2 separate regions of the Sus scrofa genome follow, and region 1 is linked to region 2. Evidence: chromatin contacts called from public HiChIP or PLAC-seq data. All regions are on one chromosome and are shown on one strand. The core of a region is the stretch at or near the end of the contact, and the rest is flanking DNA. Distances in the headings are between cores, read along the strand shown.

What was found. HiChIP or PLAC-seq counts read pairs in DNA pulled down with a chosen protein or histone mark.
Region 1: an H3K27ac HiChIP or PLAC-seq map of skeletal muscle shows a contact between it and region 2. The contact joins the enhancer-like site here to the promoter of IGFBP5 in region 2. A contact is called at or near these places in 7 of 47 Hi-C or Micro-C datasets (embryonic fibroblasts, heart right ventricle, psoas muscle and 2 more) and 1 of 2 datasets of contacts at active chromatin or transcription factors (skeletal muscle).

The regions. Positions count from the first base shown.
Region 1 is chr15:119,003,682-119,007,203 of Sscrofa11.1, forward strand. No RefSeq gene overlaps it. Among named protein-coding and RNA genes, the nearest start is that of TNP1, 33 kb to the right of the region's middle. Within about 2 kb of position 2,185, at least 16 of the 83 cell types and tissues checked have an H3K27ac peak or open chromatin away from gene starts, as enhancers often do. A contact at or near this core is called in skeletal muscle and subcutaneous adipose tissue, where this site is marked.
Region 2 is chr15:118,876,323-118,880,341 of Sscrofa11.1, forward strand. It overlaps IGFBP5 (insulin-like growth factor binding protein 5), which reads right to left and starts at 1,465. Exons shown (of 4, transcript NM_214099.1): 1 at 1,132-1,465. The coding sequence starts at 1,465.

The DNA of each region.
Region 1 (3,522 bases), core at 935-3,434, 130 kb after region 2:
GCATGAATTCTGCTCAAATTCGATTGACTGGAAATCAGTCATAGGGCCATGTTTAACTACAAGGGAGGCTGCGAGTTGTAGCTTAGCTGTATGCCCAGGAAAAAGAGGAATTGGATTTGGACAGTGAGAACCAATCTGCGCCACAGGAAGGAGATCTAAAAAGATAAGGGATTGTATGGTGTGAAAAAGAAAAGATGAGGCAATGTTCATTATGTTCCTGTTTATGAAGAGCTTGGAGAGTCTTCAGCTGATGAAGAATGGCAGGACCTGGGCTTACAAAGATTTCCTAGACCACAAGAAAGAGCTCTAAGCTAAGACTCAAGACAGTTAAGGTTCTAGTGTTGGTTGCGTCTTGACTCAGGTACAGGACTGCATAGAATTTACTAGAGTCTATGCTTCAGTTTCCTCATCTGTAAATAGCAACCAAAATACTTAACCTGATTACTTGACATAATTGTCTGAGGCATCAGGTTTAACAATATCATGCCTATTAAAAAAATATGGCAATCATTACAACAGAGAATGAGCTTAAACTGAAGGTAGAGAAAATTAAGTTAGATAAGAAAATAAAACATCCCCCATAGTGGAACAAGAGAGGTTTTTAGGGTGTATGTCAATAATTTTAAGAAATCAATGTGAAACAATTTTGTAAATAGTGGAAAAAGAACCCAAATGTGGGGGATGTTTTGTGGCGGGAAAGGAGGACATGGGTGTAGGTTCTGGCTCTGCGAGTGACTTGCTCTTTGATCTGGAGTGAGTGAATTCTTCTTTCTGGACCTCAGTATCCCTCTTGTAAACAAAGGGATTGGATTATACATTTTCCTGAAGTCTCACTCCCTAGTCGCATGCTTCTGACTACGCTCAATCTTGTCAAAATGTGGGGATTTAAACACTGGTGATGCTGATGACCACAGGGCTGAAAGATGGGCTCCAAACACATGCAATTGCAGACTGAACTCTTCCACTTGGAAGTCCAGTAGACACCTTGAACCTCCCACGCCCATGCAAAGCATTATGGTATCTTCTGTTCCCAAACATCCTCCTGCAGCCTTTCACATCTCAGTAAGAAGCAGCTATTCTGGAAGTCCCCCTTAATCAACCTCACTTTCAGACATAGCCTGCATCCCACTGACCAGCAGGCCCTGTCACTACTCTACCATCAACATATACCCCAAAGCTCCCCCTCTACCTGCTGACACCTCAGTACTAGCCACCTTTCACCTAGATGGACCAACTACTCTCTCAGATGCCACTCTTGCCCTCTGGTCATCCAGTTTTCATACAACAGTTAGGGTGAGCTCTTCATCCTTTCCTCTGTTAAAAATCTTCCAGTGACTTCTTACCACATTTGTGATAAAGTCACACTCCTTGCCTTCCTCTGCAGAGATTTCTGACCTTGTTTCTAACCCTCTCCTGCTCTCTTGTCTACTTTCCAACTTGGCTTCAGGCGTTCTGGCTGTTCGTCAGCACACTGGGCTCGTTTCTGTCCCGGCGTCATGGTGCTCCCTCTGCCTTCTGCTTGGGGACCTTTCCTTCCACATTATCTCTGGCTCTTCCCCTTGCTCCACTGGGGTCTTGGCTCAAATGTCTCTTGTTTGAGGGGGCTGAGGGCCTACCACTATTCTTTTCCAGATCCTAGTTCATTCATCTCTCTTATAGTTTCTCCACAAAGCATGTAACACTCTGGAATTATTTTACTTGCTTACTTGTGTATTTTCTGCCTGTCTCCACTATAATGTTAACTCTATAAATGCAGGAACATTTTTTTGTCTTTTATACAACTGTGTTCCCAATGGCATGTATAGTAAGTATTCAGTAAACGCTCATTGAATTAATGGATGAGCCAATGAAGAGAAACTGACTATAGGACCCCTGCTGCCCACGGCCAATATTCTTCAACAAAGGGAGGGGAGCGAGGGACTTGGATTTCATGGCCAGGGGTGAACTCAAGCCAGCCTCTGTCAGCTCATGGTGGTGGCACTTGAACGGGGCGTGGGTCTCTGACCCTGGAAACCAGCTGTCTCTGCCCCATGGCTCTGATCAGATCCTGGTGCTCAGAGTTCTGTGCCGCCTCTTGTTTCCTCTTTTTAGGAGGCACTTGGCAGGCCTCTCAGGGGTATATTTGGCTTCTTTTCCAAGCTGATTTCTCTCGCTGCTGAGAAATGACTAAGCAGATTCTCCATCTCCTGGAGGCCAGCTGCCAGCCTGTGAGGGTTGATACTGTCAGCCCAGATCGGTTGGGGAGCACAAGCCCTACTTCTGAAAAAACCTCCTTCCTTTGCTCTGTATTCAGAAAAAGAACAGAACAGACCCCCCCGCCCCCGCCACTTTGAAATGGCCTCCCTCACTTCTTGCGACGGGGTTCTAGGCTGATCCCTCCACCCCCACAGAAGAGGAAAAGCAATTAGATCCCTACTCACAGGGCTCAATGTCTGAGTAATGTTGGATGTTGCAAAGTAATTGATAGAGGATATTTGGATGGTAGCATAATCATAACAAAAGCATCTTCTGTTTACTGAGTGCTTACTCTGTGTCAGGCACAACACTAACCTCTACAGGTATGTTAGCTTGTTTGATTCTCACAGTGATCTTAGGAGGTGAGTGCTGTGAATTTATAGATCAGGAACTGGAGGTAAAGGAAGATTAAGGAACTGGCCCATGGCACCATGACTCAGTAGTGGAGGGACTGCATTCAAGCACAGGTCTCTCTGCTTCCAAGAACATGTGCTTGCTCCTTGGGCTGCACTCCTTATACCCCTGCACAGATTGTTCCTAAAGTTGGCTACAGTGGAAACACAAAGCACAGCCCAAGTAATTTTTTCCAAATTTCTCACCACCATCCCCTTACTTCACACCAGAGAAACCCCTGCAAATTCAGTGGGAGGTTAATAGGCTTAATGTGGAAAATTGATTTAGAAGTCAACCAAGTCTGGGAACTACTGGGTGTAAATAAAGTTAGAAAAGACTTTGCAGAATTATTGTGTTGAAACTGATAGAAAATCCTCAAGAGAGGAATGTCTCACACTGCCATTCCAAAATTTAAATGGCCAGGGAACACCTTTTCTCCCAGAAGCAGCTTGGGGTTCCATGAATCCTCAGGAAATCGCTGAGTGCTATGAATACACTCACTTACCTATAAAAGTGCTTGGAGGTTCTCTCTCTACTTCATTTGAAATCTGTCCATCCACCCATCCACCCATCCACGCATTCATCCATCCATCCATCTCTTGAGCACCTACCATGTTCCAGGCACCACAAAGGTGTTTTCTCCCATGTCATCATACGCATTCTCACCACAACCCCATGTTATAGACAAAGAAGCAGAGAATCAGCAAGGCCACTAAGCTAGGCAGTAAGAGGATAGACATTAAAACATAAATTTCCCAATCCAGACTTACTGAATTTTCTTCTTTATTCCAGAATTTCTTCCTTCAGTTGCTTATCCAATTTCTGGGTGTTTGTCAAAATCCCAACTCAAACTGCTTCCTCCAGAAGTCATTCCCTTCCTCCCCATCTGCCCTT
Region 2 (4,019 bases), core at 215-2,714:
CTCCGGGTGCGGGTGCGGGGCTTTTCGTCTCCGCCCCCTTGATTATGCATTCTGCGTTTCCAGGGCCCCTCTCGCATTTACACCACACCCACTTGTGATCAGGTTTGCTACTGAGTGGTGAGGAAAGAGAGTGGGGGATTAGCGCTGGCGGAGAAGCTGTGATGTCTGAATTTCACATGTCTTCTGGCCTCCCAACCCTATTTCCATCTTTCTTCCTAGGTAAAATCTGAATTGGGACAGAGGAAAAGGAATTAAGACTCAAGGACAAAAACTCAGCCCAGGAACACCGAACACTTCCTGCCAGTCCCTTTCTCTTACTCCCCTCCCCCAACCCCTTACCTCCCAGCCGCGCTGGTCTAAAGTAATCTTTCCCCACCGGGGAGGGAAAAAAAAAGTATTTTGCATATTCACATGTTTTACAATCTACCACAATCAGTCAAGTCTAAATCGACGAGAGTGCACGTGGGAGGGGCATCGAAGTCCCCACCCAAAAGGCATTAGCTACCTAGAATGCGTGCGTGCGTGTATGTGTGCATGTGAGTGTGCGTGTACGTGTGTTTGTGTGGTGTGGCGGGGTTGGAGAATAGAAACGTCAAAGAAAGACTGGCGGGGGCGGGTAGGGGGTTGGGAGGGACAAAGGTGGAATTAGCACAGAAGACCGGTAGCGTCTCTCTCTCCCGGTCCTCAGTTAAAACAATATTTTAACAAAGGAAATTTTTTTTTCAAGTTTAGGACCCCCCCCCAAAAAAAAACCGTATTGAGTGGATAGGGGGTGGGGTGGTAGAAGGAGATGATAACGTAAGGTGCACACTTTCGGAATGGAGATTGAGTACCTGGGGGTTTGGACCTAGAGACCAAGTAAGAGCTCAGAGTCGGTATTCAGTCGAGGGGAGAGAGGTGGGGGCAGGGGCGAAGAGAAGGAGCGAAAACCTGCAGAAGCTCGGCTAACCGCAGCCCGGGGTAGCAGGATCTGTCAGGGCTCGAATTCCAAGGTGCAAGGACCCTCCCCGCCCTCCTCCCGGGCTGCACCCCGGCTCTAAGCCACTTGCTGGGCAGAGCGCGCGGGGCCAGCCTGTCCCAAGTCCCCCGCCCGTGCGCCGTGTAACTGCCTGGCACACTGAGAGCGCTCACCGATCTTGGCTTGCTCGCGGTAGCTCTTTTCGTTGAGGCAAACCCCGCGGCCGTGCAGCAGGGCGTGCAGCGGCTTCTCCTCGTCCTGCCGGGGGAGGCAGCGCAGCCCCTGGGCGCAGCGCTCAGTGTAGACGCCGCACGACTGCCCCTCCGCCAGGGCGCAGGTCATGCAGCAGCCGCAGCCAGGCTCCTTGACCAGCTCACAGCCAAGGGGGCTGGGGGGGCACATGGAGAGGGCTTTCTCGTCGCAGGGCTCGCAGTGCACGAAGGAGCCCAGGCCCTGGGCCGGTCCGGCACAGGCGGCCAGCAGCAGGAGGACCGCGGTGAGCACCATCTTCTCCGAGTCTCCCCCTTTACCTGGGGCGGGGCAGGAGATCGAGAGTGCAAGGAGAAAGGGGCCAGGAAGGCGCGCGGAGAAATTCTTTTCTTTTTAAAATTTCTGGCAGGTAGAGCAGGTGCCCTCCCCCAGACAATTGCAAAATGCAGGGAGCGATGGAGGGCTGGAGTGCCTGCAAGCAAGTCCCAATTGCAAAGATTACAGACTTGCAACAGGTAGGGGGAAAAAGAGCAGCGCCAGGTGCACGCAGAGGAATTGGAGGTCAGAGAAACAAACCCCCAAGCCTGGCCTGGTCAGAATTGCAGGGGCTGGGAGGGAGCAAAAAATTGTCCCCCCCCTCAAACAACAACCAGAATAATGAGCTCGGAGGCAGTGGAGGGGGGAGGGATAAAAATAGATTTTTCTTCGAAATTTTTGTTTAAAATCTCAAACTACACCCTTCTCCTTTCTAACCCTCAGCCGCCAGCGGCGCACGGCTGCCGCGGAACAGGTATGAGGCGGCGGCTGCAGCCGCGACGGTGGGGGGAAAATGTTGAAATCAAGAAATTAAAAAAAAAAAAAAAAAAAAAAAGACCAAATCCAAACCCCTAACACCTCTTTCCTCCCACTCTGCCAGCACCTCTTCGAAATTCGCAGGTTCTACGTGAAGCTCGAAGAAGGGTGCAAACCGAGGAGGGGGTAATGAAAAGGAGGAAAAGGAAAAAAAAAAAAAAAAAAAAAAAAAAAAAAAAAGGAAAAAACCCACACCGCTTTGCAGCTCTTTCCTAGCTCTTTTTTCCCCGGCAGAAGTTTCCAAAGAGACTAAAGGCTCGGGTTGAGCAGGCGCTTTTAAATAGACGGCCCCTGGCTGCCAGCCAGTTTGTAGCTGCAATTTGAGCTCCCCAACACCCAACCCAGGCAAAGATGCCAAGGAGTACAAACTCACACGGGGTGGGGGTGGGGAGAGACCTTCTAGACACACGGGGGCTCCCCTTCACTGCCTGAACAGCACCCTGCCCTCCCTGAAATGGAAAAGAAGGGGCCAGAGAGACAAGGCTGGGGCAGCCAAGAGGGGGGTGGGGTGGGGGTGGGGGAGAGTTTGAATGTTCTTCCCAGCAGTGGATACAATAAGGACTAACTTGTCCCCCCTTCCCTCCCACCCCATAACTAGTCAAGGCCCAGGCTGGAAGGAGTATTTTCTTATTAGCCAACTGGACATATATACACTGCCCAAGAAATTCTCCCCTAATTTTGGGAAATGGCTGTCTGCTGGTGTATGAGTGACTGAATAAGGGGTGTGTGAGTGTGTGTGTGTGTGTTGGGGTGGGGAGAAATAAAAATAAAGGAAAAAATCTCTGAACTCACCCCCCCAAAAAAAAAATCTGGGAAAGGGGATTTAATCTAGTGTTTCTGTTGCTCTGTGACGTGACTGTCTTTGGTTATATGGTGAAGAAGTGGTTACTTGCCTTCAGTTACAGAGTTGGCCCAGGAAACCTCTGTGTGTGTGTGTGTGTGTGTGTGTGTGTGTGTGTGTGTGTGTTTTGTGTGTGTACTTGCAGGAAAGGACATTCATACCAGCAGCATTGTAGACAGAAATGAGTTACAGAGACCAGCACTTTGGAGGAAAGGCTAGGTCTGAAAAATCTTGCCTGGGGGCCTAAAGTGTCCTGGTGTGAGGTTTTCAGGTGGGCAGAGTGGATGATCCTTCTATTGGGCAGGGCTATATCCCAGGAGGGAGTGGGTGACAGACCAGAGGGATTCTTTGTTATGAGCTACTCTGGTGCTAGCAGGCACAGCACAGGAATAGGAGCTGGTGGTGCCCCAGGACTTGCTGGTCCTGACCAGGAATACTGTTAGTCCATTGGAAACCTCAGACAATCTCCTGGGACACTAAGTCCCCTTCTTTCCTTAGTGAAATGAAAGAAAAGCTCAAGTCTTTAAAGAAGGAAGGAGGGGATTTATTTTTTTCCTGAACTGGGCATGAGTGGGCTGTGACTTCAGAGCCAGAGCAGAGAGAGATGGGTAGCTATTTGCTGCCCCACTGGGTGGGGGGGCCCTTGGGGGTGGACTGTTACCCCTTAATATTTCATCCCCCTGGAAGCCTTCTAATTTCCCTTTGGAGAAGGGGCTGCATTTCATGGAGTTTGCCACTAGACTGCACCCTCCCCTATGATAAGAATTCCTTCCTTGGGGCTGCTTTCAAGAACATGTTACTCTGGCTGGGTTGGTTCAGAAGCATCTTGCTCTTTGCTGTTTACACACCCAGATCCTGAGGTCTCTTCCTACTTATCTCTTTGCCCACAAGCATATTTTAAAATCGAGGCAAAAGTTTCAAGTTGTGCTTTTGTTCCTATGGCCAGAGGGGCTTTAGGTATCGGCTGGAAGAGGGAGGAGGAGCTGTGTGTAAAAATTAAAAAAAAAAAAAAAAAAAAAAGAAAAAAACCAGGCTCCTGAGCACTTCTTCTCTCTTGTGTCTGGGGCTCCATAAGATGGGGGAAAATTAATATCCAAAACTTTGGTTGGAATATTTGAGGGGTGAGGGAGCCCATGTATTACTTTCCCCTCTGTGTCA